Regions from separate parts of the Rattus norvegicus genome. Here region 2 is linked to region 1. A link is a contact called in public Hi-C data. All regions are on one chromosome and are shown on one strand. The core of a region is the stretch at or near the end of the contact, and the rest is flanking DNA. Distances in the headings are between cores, read along the strand shown.

Region 1 (6,722 bases), core at 3,120-5,619:
TTCCTAACCTTAATGACTCTTGATGTCTTCACTGATAGATAGTGAAGCCAACTTTATCAACTTTTTGTCAACTGAATGAGATGAAAAAATTCATAATAACAGCTACCACTTATTATGAACCAACAATGTATCAAAGTTTATAATCCTTTAGCTGCATAACATTTATTGAATTCCTCTCCTCTTGTTAGGGACTATGAAGGGTTTGACAGCAACAGTTACTAGTTCAAGCCAGTGATCAGCAGTGACGGAAAGAAAATCCTAGTAGGAAATTTGTGTGTGCTCACCATAAAACAGTGGCAAGGACCATGTAGAAATCCTGCCTGGTAAGATTTTATTCAATAGCTAGCGTATACAGCATCATATTTTAAAACTTAATTTTTATTACAGTGTAGAATACCTATGATGCTGAATCACTACGGAAGCACCGAGTCATGTAGACGTAAGATGAGTCATATGTAGAGGTAAAAATAAGTCCTACTTTACTTGGTGTGTGTTGTGGGACATCTCCAGTATGAATTTTCTTTACCTATAAATTGGGGGCTGTTCAGGGGATGGCAAAGACAAGAAATAATGCCTTTAGGGTGACTAATAGGTCCCCAGCTTATCTAATAGTAGCTGGATTTTTAGTATTAGCTGAGTTGTATTTCTCTTGCTTTAAAGATTCAAATGTCAGCTAAATGCAGAAAGTTACCCCACATATCAACAAAATGCAAGTACAAACATCATGCTTGATATTTAGTAATTTGATGAGCTTTGGAAAAATCATGATGAATAGCTTTCTCGCCCTGTCATGATTCTAGCAACGATCTTTAACATAGGGCCCAGGCGCTGCAGTTTGCATTGATCTCCTATAGCAATCATCAGTTGTCCCATACAATTTAGTACTTCATTGTATCCTGCCCTATACACCATGCAGACAACTCCGAAATTTATATCCCTAGCCCACACTTTTCCCTGAATGCCAGACTCATATATCTAACTGTCTACTCAATGCTCTCTAGAAAGTATCTAGTAGGTATCTCAAATAATACACAGCTAACACAGAATTCTCCATTTCATGAAAATCCAGTATTTTCTATGCTATTACTAAAATAAAATAATAAAAGAACACACACACACAAATCAACATGAGAAAGTGTAGTCATTTCTATATCTGCAAAATCTTTTCAATATGTAAATTTGTAGATCTATTCACCATGCCTTTAAAGCCTCTATCATCACATGTCATCTTCTCTGAAGTATTGCATCTGCTCTGCCCCTAGATGGCCTTTTTAAACTATTCAGAATCTAACATATCAAGTAAGTAGTTTCCCAAACTCAGTCTGCTATTTTTCTGTTTTGCTGGGTTACTGGAAATGGAAATTCAAGATCTGAGCATGTAAGACAAGCACTATAACATTGAGTTATACATTCTTGAGTCTATAGTTTATATTGCCAGAATGGATGATGAGAGAGAGAGAGAGAGAGACAGAGACAGAGAGAGAGAGAGAGAGAGAGAGAGAGAGAGAGAGAGAGAGAGAGAGAGAGAGAGAATATATCTTGGCAAGTGGAGCAGTCATCTATAATCCCAATACTCCGAAGGCAGAAAGAAGAGCTCTCTAGAGAAAATTAGCTATCCAGACTCACTGGGAAATCTTCAGGTTTGTGAAGAAAACCTGCCTCAAGAAATAAAATGGATGATGATTGATAAGAACAATTTTTGAGTCTCCATATAAATGCTCACTCACATGCAAGCAAATATGTACTCATTCATGCACACTATAGAAATATTAACACAAAGAATATGAAATATGCTACATTGACCATCACAGCATTAATATTTATTCACTTGCCTAAAATGTTCTTTTCACTTTGTACTTTATGTACTAGTCAGGAGCCAAATTCAATTGAATCATAAAAATTATTTTTATATAATATTCACATTTAAAAAAATCAAGCAGTGTTTGGTTTTAGTAGAAAAGATCTAGGTCATTAAAATATAATTTTAAGTATCTACTAGTGTCTCATATGTCCCAGGCTAGCTTCAAATTTGCTATGCAGCTAAAGATGCTTTCAAGTTCAGGGATTACAGGTCTGTGCCACCATGTCTGATTTATACAGTACTGGGAATTGAACTTATGACAAACGTGCACGCTAAGCAAATATTCAACCAACTGAACTACGTTCTCAGGACACTAAAATATCTTATTATCAGAAAAAAAACTTTGGCTTCTCATACAACTCTTATGGCGGGGTTAATCATGAGCCTATGGCATCTTAACTATTGCAAATGGAAAATCACTCAGGAAGCTGATCCAAGAACAGGTGAACATTATCACTGCTGATCTCTCTTACCCCAACATAGGTAGAGCTGTCACATAGAATAGATAACCTCTGATGTGAAAGATCCAAAACACAAACTAAGCGAGTACTGTATTCTAGATGTACAAGTAAGTAGATGCCTAAGCTAGGTAAGGTTAAAGAGGTGTTGCCCAGAAAAGAATCAACATTCTTTCCATCCCGACCTATACCCACACACCTCATCACTTAGGCTGCTGCATCTGACGGTTGCCAGCTGCTCCCCCAGAACACCAGTGGAACATTGTGCTAAATCAGTGACACTTAGGTTATGAAGTATGCTTGGCACAAAAAAAAAACATGACTTATAGATTCGAACTGATGGATTATCTTCCCCTTTGACAGTGAAAAGAGGACATTTAACTGCCTTTATAAACCACTAGGGATGAACCGTAATGACATAAGGGATTGCTAGACAGGAAAGGGCCAGCCTCCTCAGCATGTTTGTCCTCGGGACTAATTTCCACCTCAGCTTTCTTTCAGCAGCCTTTCTTCTTGCCTCACACATCATTAAAATGTCTTTGCTGGCTACAAAAACTCATTTATATGAACAACAATATATTTGTGACCATCTTAATTGACAAACTATTTCACAAGATTGTGTCTCCTTGGATGGCATCATTTGGTTCTAAAGACTTATCTGTGTAGCAATTTGCTTGAGTGTTGCATAGTCTCTAGTTAACTTCTTTGTCTTCAAAATGCATCCCCTGTAACTGAAGCACTCTAGTAATAATAACCATCTATACTAGTCTACTTGTTGGACTCCATTCTTGTGATAAAATTGCTACAGTCACCTTTTCAAGCTTTCCAGAAATGACAATAATGACAGTGAAGATAGTCATTTTAAGAATATCACTGTAATTTGCCCATTAATTCCCAAATACAATTGTTGCATTTCTAATATTATTCTTCAAATCAACATGGCAAAAATATTAGTATTTTCAATAAAAGATAAAACTTTGACTCCCAGTCAAGTAAATTAAAAATTTCGGACCTATTAGATTTTGTGCTTGGATCATAATTCTCTGGCTTTGGGTCTGGAGTGTGTGTGTGTGTGTGTGTGTGTGTGTGTGTGTGTGTGTGTCTTTTCTCACAGATAAATCCTTTGTTTTATACAGTTACCTGTGTGTTTGTATGTGTATGTGTGTGTATTTAAAAGTATTTCCTCTTGATGTTTTGCTTAGCAAGAGGATTCTTTTCTTTCTCCCTATAAGAGCACTAATTCTCTTCAAACCAGATCATATCATCATGAGCTCTAGGTGTCCTATAAGCATCTAGTAGTAGAAGTGTCTCAGACTTTATAAAAACACCTGAGTTGTAGCTCCTATGGGACACTGAGAAATTTGTTTCCTGATTTTCAATTGCTATGTCTGTAAATGAAGAACAAAATGCCACACCTTTCCATGTTCTTTTCTAGGATTGAGCTCATGGTATAGAAAAGCACATAAGAAAAAAAGCACACATAGCAATGAGCACAGATCTGTAATTATATGTTGTATTTAAGTGTTACAATGAATCTCTAGAGAGCAGCAAAGTTTGGAGTATTTTAAAGAGATTTCGAAGGCAAATCTAAAGAAGGGGGAACTCCAAAGTAATTACAAATTATCTTCAGTCAGAGCCATGAAAAACCTGCCTTGAGGAGAATGGAGCGGTGACTATAAGACGAGTCTGTGGAGGTTTCACAAATCACAGAAGTACAAAGTGTATATAAACAAAGAACAGGGAGTACATGGAGCTGGCAGAAAGGGAGAGTGGAAACCAGTTATTGACATTTACTTAACACAGTTATATGCAGGAGCTCTCTAGGTAGCTTGCAAGAGAGTGCTTAAAGAGCAACATTTGAAATGAATATGGAATGAAATCTTAGCTCCATTGCTTATTAGGTGTGTCAGACACCGTAAGCCAGGATCTTACCCTTTCTAACCCCTCATTTCCTTTCTTACACTGGAGAAAAATCTCACCAATGTTAAAGGTTGTTGGGAGCTCTGACTAGGTGTGATACATAATGTCTGACTCAATAAATTGCACTTCTCTGAGTCACTCCTCCACTCCACTATCCTGAAGGCTAGTCGCTGTCCATACAATGCCCCAGCTTTCTGTTTTACAGAAGGGTTGCTTGACAGATTATTTTCTATTTGATCGAACCCATGTTCTTAAGTTAGGCAAAGCAAGGTAGATGACACTTTTACAAATAAACACACTGCACCTATGAAAAATTCATTTGTGTGGATGTCACAGTGAACACACCTAGGAATCAAAATGCAAACCCTTCCTTAAATATCCTACTGCACCACCTCCTTGACGTCAGAGAAGCCAGAGAGGAGAGTCACTGAGGACCCCTGGTGCTAGAAGAATGCCTCTAGCTGGACTTTCAAGGATGTGACTCATTTGCCAGATTCTGCTCTGTGTTCTCTAGCACATTCCCCCTCACCTCTAGTCTGTGGTCCTGCATAGCTGCCTGGGAAATCAGCCCACAAGAATGAATTCACTCATAGCCTCTGGTTTTAGAGAGAAACAAGCCTGCCTTTCTGCTGACAGGATAGTTAACCATGCTCATTTATCTCCCGGCAGGGCCTAGCAACATGACATAAACATTTTCTTAGGACAGAAACTGGTGATCCCTTTGACCCTGGCTGTCAGCATCAGGGTTAATAGATATTCTCATGTCATAGGTTAGAGCACGGTGAAGGAAATATGGAGAGAACAGATACAATAAGAGTGATGAAGGAGGAAGAGAGAAAATCACTCTTTCACCAGACACCCAACGACCTCCTTTCCATAATTCTAAGCGGGATTTCCCCCTCCCGCCAGACTCCCAAGGTCAGCAATAGGTTTGGCCTTGTTGCTAAACAGAACAACTGGCTACCTGCAGGCAAGGAACTGGAACAATCTGAGAAGAGCTTGCACAGGCCCCGGAAGAGTTGCTAGAATTCCCCACCGTCAGTCATACCTGCAAGTTACAGAATTGAAATATCTATTAAACTGCAAATAAGCTGTTTGAGAAGGAAAACATTTTGGCTCTTATCCCTTCCAAACTGCTAAACTTATTGAGGTCCTAGAGTAATAGTAGCACCAAGTAAAGATCTGAGGAGATGGCCTAAAAAAGGAGATAGGCCATCAGAGCACCTTAAAAAGCACATAAGTCAGTGTGACACTATCCAGTGTGTGCTGTGGATGTGTGTGTATGTGTGTGTGTGTGTGTGTGTGTGTGTGTGTGTGTGTGTGTGTGTGTGTGTGTGTGTGTGTATGGAGGCATGTTACTCAGGAAGAGAGGGAGAGGTTTAGAGGAATGCAATGTGGTTGGTGTAAGCCAGTTTGGGTCCTGTGATGTCTGTACCTGTGACTGGGCAAGAGAGCAGTCTATTATGAAATCCAGTCAGTTATGTGAAAGCTCTTTAATGTAGCCAAGAACTACTGACTGCTGAGGTCTTTCCCAATTAAGTCACAGAAAAGGTGCAAATGAGATCCCTTTCTGTGTGATAGTCAGGACATACGAGTTCACATCATATCACCTGGCTGTTCAGAGAGAACATGAAGGACAGAGAACAAATGGCTCTGGGGTGTTTCTTTTCAGGCTTCCCATCACTCTGCTTCAGAGCAAAGCCAAGGTAGCTATTTTATCCTGGGGCTTTGAATTCATCTGTAACACCTAAGACCAACATGCTTCATCATCTGGAATGTTCTTCTTTGTAAAGTAATCAATTTGTCAATATTCTTTCTGCAGTATTACATCCATAAAGTCTGCCCCTTCACTCTCCAGTTGGATCGACCAGTCTATTAGATGCGGTGACTGGGATGGTTACTGAGTACTTTTCTCAGCTTGTCTATTGAGTTCTCTCCAACACACTCTAGAATTTAAAGCATCCCCCTTTTCACTATTAGAGGTGGAAATAAATTCTGAGCCAGCCACATAGTGGTTTGTTTAAAAGTCCTACTGAGCATGCCAGACACAGTGAAATACTCCTTTGATCTTAGCATTCTGGAGGAAGAGCTTGGTGAACCCCTGTGAGCTTAAAGCCATCATGATCTACATAGAAAGTTTCCTGTCAGCTAGGACTACATAAGTGAAACCCTTTCGAAAACAAAAGGAAACAAAACAAAGGTCCTACTGGACAAAATTGCTTAAGGCAAGAAAAGAAATGAACGATCGCTAAATTCAATTTAGCTAACCAACATGGTTTATACGCTTCATAGAGTCCATTGCAATTCAGGAATTTCCATATAAAAATATAGACTGCTACCATTTTTTTATAAAAATTTCAGAGAACCTAATAGTAGTGGCCCCTATTCTCATCTGACAACACAGAAAAGGCAGTATGTTGCAAATCACTGCTTCTTTTGCCTAGGATCCTTGTTCTACATCATGCATACATAGGACTTGTCTG
Region 2 (6,281 bases), core at 1,464-3,963, 210 kb before region 1:
ATTCTAAAAACAAACAGTAAAAAGCTAGCTCCTTTAAGTTCAATTCTATAGGAATCAATGCCTTCTTCTAGCATTCTTCAGGTAACTGTGTCCAAGCACACACACACACACACACACACACACACAGAGAGAGAGAGAGAGAGAGAAAGAGAGAGAGAGAGAGAGAGAGAGAGAGAGAGAGAAAGAGAGAGAGAGAGAAATCTTTAAAAATAAAACATGCACCTGTGATCTGTGATTAAGTTTTGTTCTTTCTCATGGGTATCTTTCCAAATTTAGCAAGGTTGATTAAGCTTGATGATTTATAAAATAATAAAGAGAATATACCAGAAAGTTATTGTACACAACACATCAACTAATTTATATGATTATGTTGTATGTAGATTTACTCAGAGACAACATTGTTATTCAATATTATAAAAGGTCGTCTTTCTCATAAATATCTATTCTTGAAAGTCCCCAGAAAACACACTGAAGATTTTGTACAGGTTTGGTCTTCTTTCTTAGAGTTCTTCATTTTGACTCTATGTAATGTACTCCACGAGGACTGTTAAAGGACTAAGACACCCTTAGAGAGGACAAACTTATGTTTGCTTCTGGTTTAATGTGTTGAACTGGTTATCAGTTGGTAGCCATCCAAAAGAAACGGTGAAGCAGTGTGCATAGAGTGCACATGTTGAAGAGAAGACTGTTTTGACACGAAGGAAATAAGCCTCAGGATATATGACAGAGCAGTCAGAGTAAAGAATTTCTGTTATACATTACTTAGGTGATCTATAAAGATCTATAAAATTGTGTGTCCTTCTAAAGCCATCATTTAGAGTGAAACTCTGACTACTTCTCAGTGTCCTGCTAGTTTGCTCTACATAATGATATGGCGCATGCTTTAAAGACTTTATAAATACACAAAGACCTGGGTAAATGTACATACATAACCAATCAGTTATCCCTTTGCCTCCCTCCCTCTCTCCCCATACCCCTTCTCTTTCTTTCCCTTACTCCTGGCTCTCTTTGGTCAAAACACTAGAACTGAAGCGTTTCATATAAAGGACATAAACCCCGAGAGCACCCCGTACCTAAAAGTGAAATCAATCTCCCAGCCAGGAGATTTATTAGCCAGGGTCAGTTTAAGGATATAGGTCAGTATGAAAAAATGACCTGTGTCTTGTGATGTAATTGGAGCAACTTGGATTCATTTAGTACTAGAAATGTAGTAGTTCATCTCAAGACCTTATGCCCCAGGTCAATATTACATTACTCAAAACTCCCGAGATACAACTCTATCTCTTATCAATTTATTTCAACTTCTCTTTCTCCCAATTTATAACACGTGTCTACTAATATTCTGATAGGAGGAAGCATTGTCTAATTCCTTGATATGGGAGCTACACTGAAGAAGTGACAGGGACAAACCCTGAAGTTTTTCCTCACAGTAATATTTGCAAGGAAAAAAGACAGAGCCTATCATTCATCAGTGAGGAATACACTAATTAAAAACATATTTTACATCCGTTTTTTTCTGAACCTTCAGTGTGCTCACCCTAAATCTTATGCTCACGAGTCTTCCTATAATACTGCCTAAAGCAAAACTAATATTGATAATACTCATAATATTAATATTATTACTAATATTTTACTGTGTGTATAATTATTTTAACAAACCTTGAAAGCATCTGAGCATTCCATAACCGCTTCTCAGAGAAAGCTTATTTTCGAAAAAGAAAAACTGTTTCTTTAGCCCAATTTATGCTAAAATTATAGCTGTCAGTGATTGTTGCCCTCCATTTCATTCAAGCTGTACAAACCTCTTAAGTTACTCTTAGTGGCATCTCCAGATTTTACCAGGCGTTCAAAGCTTCGCTTATTTCATGGCAAAGCAATGTAGCCTTCAGCTTTTGCATGAGTGAAGGATGAACAACATTACTTTAAATGACATGTTTTTGTCAAAGTCACTTGGGCAAAAGACAGAATGAATCTATTTGTATAAATTGTGGCTTCACTATTGAAGAAGTATAAAAATATATTGTGCTCCATTCACACCTAAAACTATGGATGCCATAAAACTCTAATAGCTTTTCACGGTAAAAAATCTAGCACATGGATAAAATGATAGCATCAATCACAACTAATTTAGCAAATATACAATTGTAGGAGTGAAAGAAGAAAGGAATTACTGGGATGATCCTCTGTCACTAAATCAAACATCCACATTATTGACTACATGAAGTGACTAAAGATTTTCAAGGTCTACGGCACAGATAATTCACAGTTGAATTTGTTTTCTAAGGGGACACTACTCGGGTTGTCATTTGGGTGAATGTTTTCTGGGTTGGTAAATGAAATTCTTTTGAAAAGTAAAACTCCAGAACTTTAAAAAAACAAACAAACAAACAAACAAACAAACAAACAAACTTGAGCCCGAATGTTTCAATTTAGTTGTGTAAAACATCACACAGTCAGGGTTTTCTTTTTTGTATCCACAAATAGTCATCCACAGAGAAAGATACCTGACAATTCTTGTTCTTAAAGCCCCAAACCATCTCTTAAGTTGGTCGTCTTTCATTTAGTAGTCGGTTAAGGTCACCAGATGTTTTTCATTACACACGATAATCTTGGATTTCAACTTCCTACCCCGTTCTCATTGATACTTTCTGTCCTCACTGAGCCTGGCTCATTTCCAGGCATACATAACACCACAGTGAGCCAGCGCAATGATCTATCCGGTGCAGCGTGATTTGTGTTCTGACCTGAACTAAAACATTTTACAGAAAGAAACCGGTCATGTTACCTGCAGGGTAGAATGTAAAGTGGGAAGTAGGATCACTTCTTATACATCCCCTTACTCCGGTTTTTCATGTTCATCAAGAGATACATTTCCAAGAAAATGGTTATGAGCATTTTTCCTGAGTCACTACAGTGAGAGCAATAGGAATCATGGTAGAGTCCGTGTAAAAACAGTGCCCAAACCATTCATGCAAAGAGAAATTAGGAATGTGGTTGGGCTTTTAGTCTCAGAAACACAGGATTTAATTAGAATCTGAAGGAAAGCAGATGCAGCTAAAAAAGAAGTGAGATCATAAACAGACAAAAGCTAGGTCAAGAGCAAAGCCAAGAACATAGTCAGAATAGGTACAATTCAAGGTCTCAAATGGCAATAGCATAGAGACAGAAGACACGTCACTAGCATGAGAGAGGACACTCTACATGAACTTGAGGACCATGTAACTTTCTTATAAGCACTCATTTGTCTTCTTTTTGTGGTTGTGAGGACTAAAGTGAGCAGAGGACTACAACAGCATATAGTACGACCACTCTCATATATATAAAAAGAAAAGAAAAACTTTAATTTTTACTGGTTGGAGTTCATCAGAAAGAAGCACATTTAACAGAAGCAAATTGGTCAGTAAAAGAAGCTCAGTCAAGTTGTCGTCACAAATGGAGATTTTAAATCTCTGTGACACTTGCCACAGCAGCATACCACCACTTCTGATTCGTGTTGATATCCTATCCTTAACTTTCTCTTAAAGTTAGTTCTGACCAAATCTTTAAACAGTTATCTCTTTGAGGTATTGTGTTTACTTGTATATTTTTTGTCTTAATTTCTTTCTAATTTAAAATCTGTGCTCTCTCTACCTGGAGTCTAGCTACTTCACCCTGTTTTCATATGTGAATGTAATCTTCCCTCTGTTCCTAACCGAAGTTACTCTTTAATTCCTGGCCCATAGCCAGTAGATATCATTTAAGCAAACCATGAACCTCCTTGTCATTGCTCAAACTTTAGTTGTTTTCTGGGTTACAGAGGCTAAGTGAAAGAAGAAATTGTTGAAAGTTAGAGGGAGACATAAAATGAACAAGAGAATGATGAAATTATGTTTATATTTAAATTTAAATTATATTTAAACAGGGAATTAATTGACTGTTTAGGTGTTACGGGAAATTGAGTTGTGTCATGTCTACTGGTTTGGAAACCATTTCTTTAATAGCTTTGCTCTTCTTCCTTATGTTTACTTTTCAACCCTAATAATAAATCTTAAGTCAGTTATTCACTTAACTTTCCTAATGAAATCAAAGTATTCTTCCTTAAAAGATCATCTAAGGTTAATGGTGATAATTAAATATTCAGCACCCCAACTCCTTTTTTACTTTCTATAATGCTTCATATTTTATTGATGTTTCCATGAAAAAAATTGAAATATATTACTTTTAAATGTATTCTTTAGTGAAATTGAGATCAGATAGATATGACACAGAATAGCATGTTCTTCTACCTGCCTCTAGCTGGGTAATAAGAGCATGTTGTGCATCTATGAATTCCTGTGTTGCAGAAACTTGTGATACCTAGAGAAGCAAAACATACAATTAACAACACATGCCTTGGGCATCAATAAAGTTCACACAGAATATCTTTGGGTGAAAATATCGACAAAATGTTCCAATTCAGACAGGTTGCATTTAGAAAGAAATGCAGCTTTAATGTATTTTGGGCTTCTTTATTACTTTTACTGTGATATTATTAAGGTGAATATATAGAGTGAATTACAAACATGCTCTCCATTACTTCTAAAGTCTAATTCACCTGTTCATTATGTCAACAGAGTGAAAAGTATGCAAGTTCTATGGTGCTCAAAACACCCAATTCTTGCACATTTTGATGGTTGTTATCGATTCTTAACAAGACAGGTTCTAGATTCACCTAGGAGAGAAGCCTCTGAAAATGCCTTGGATGGCTTGCCTAGATTTGGTCCAATGAGACAGAAGAGCCTACATTAACGGTGGTCAGCAATAATTTATGAGCTAGCTTATAGTCTGACCAGAAAGAAAGGAAAAAAGTGAGCTAAGAATTCATCTCTTGCTGCTTCCTGATCTTTGGCCAGAGGCGCCATTGAAGCTCTGCTGCTGTATCTTCTCCACCATGACAAACTATTAGTGGAGGTTTCTGTATGGGCTAGAAGGAGGACCAAAGAATTTGATAAAAGTAGGTTTGGAAAAATCAAACCCTACAGCTTATATTCTCATAATATAAGTCAAAACAAAGCCTTCGTTTCACAAATAGCTTTTGCCAGGTATTTTTATCACAGCAATGAGCCTATAACTATGTCTACATGACTATGCTTCACTTTAAGAAAGTCTCACATGCAAATAAATCTTTAAATATGGATTAACACACTTGAAGTTATAAGTTAATATACTATATCTTCCAAAAGTTCTCACTATTAAAGGAACTTATATTCAAATAAATTCAAATATAGTTGATAGTTTCTCCAAAAGTAACAATAAATTTATATAAGGAGATATTTGAAATGCACCTAGATAGTTTCAGATTTTTGATGTAGGAACTCAATCATTTAAATGATGTCTATTAGTAACAGGTTTAAATGTTAAGATATTACTTTCATTATTTCATAGGGTTTCTCTTTAGTCTGAGAATATTCAGTCTTTGGTAGGGTCACATGTATTCCCTTCTATTCATCTGTAGTGCCACACAGACTATGCTATTTTATCACACAAGCTATAAAACACAAACTTGGAAGTCCTAAGCACTTCCTTACTATTGCTATTGTTCAGGTCTTGAGAATATAGCCATTTCTAGGAGAGACTCTTACACAGGAAAGATCCTGGTATTCTGCTCTAAAAATCTTTCTGTCCTCAATAATATGATGCTCTCTGAACCACAGATACAGGAGCTGGGATGTAAATGTTTATGTGGGGACTTGTCTCCCCACTCTACAATGTCTCTACATTGTGTCTAGCTGTCATTATCTATAGTGCTCTCTATTTGCTGTGGAAGGGAAAAAACTTTTGTGGGATCCCACTCCTAGAAAAAAAGCTACAGGCATCTATTGACTTCTGGAGATGGTGAATTAGCTTCTGTCAGGGATGAGTCCTGCTTCTGGTTGTCCAAGGCCTTTTGGTCAGCCTGGAAACCGTATATACAAACAACAAAAAGTAACTCATTTGGTTCTATTTATATATACTTTGCACACAAATATGTAACAAATGTAAGAAGTTCAACTTGAAAGTGGGAGGCATGGGAGGGTTTTAAGGGAGGTTATCTGAAAAGGGCTGGAAAGGGGGAAACTGATGAAATTCCATTTCAATTAAACATTTTTTTAAAAGAAAAGGTTTAAATATATACACTTTTTTTTAGTAATGTAAAGGGGGCAGTCCTGATTCTTTCTCCAAATATATTCTTTTTCCACTGACCAATCATTTAATTTTAACACTTTTTTCTTTAACCCAGAGCTGAGGACCGAACCGAGGGCCTTGCGCTTGCTAGGCAAGTG

What was found. A called contact is a pair of places that touch in the nucleus more often than the background predicts.
Region 2: a contact with region 1 is called in a Hi-C map of the Rat2 cell line, with 5 times the contacts expected there. The contact joins two enhancer-like sites. A contact is called at or near these places in 2 of 12 Hi-C or Micro-C datasets (the A7r5 cell line and the Rat2 cell line).

Annotation. Positions count from the first base shown.
Region 1 is chrX:106,445,213-106,451,934 of GRCr8, reverse strand. The region is part of intron 5 of Il1rapl2 (interleukin 1 receptor accessory protein-like 2); the gene reads right to left. Among named protein-coding and RNA genes, the nearest start is that of Tex13a, 53 kb to the right of the region's middle. Within about 2 kb of position 4,369, at least 6 of the 93 cell types and tissues checked have an H3K27ac peak or open chromatin away from gene starts, as enhancers often do.
Region 2 is chrX:106,649,238-106,655,518 of GRCr8, reverse strand. The region is part of intron 5 of Il1rapl2 (interleukin 1 receptor accessory protein-like 2); the gene reads right to left. Among named protein-coding and RNA genes, the nearest start is that of Tex13a, 260 kb to the right of the region's middle. Within about 2 kb of position 2,713, at least 1 of the 93 cell types and tissues checked has an H3K27ac peak or open chromatin away from gene starts, as enhancers often do.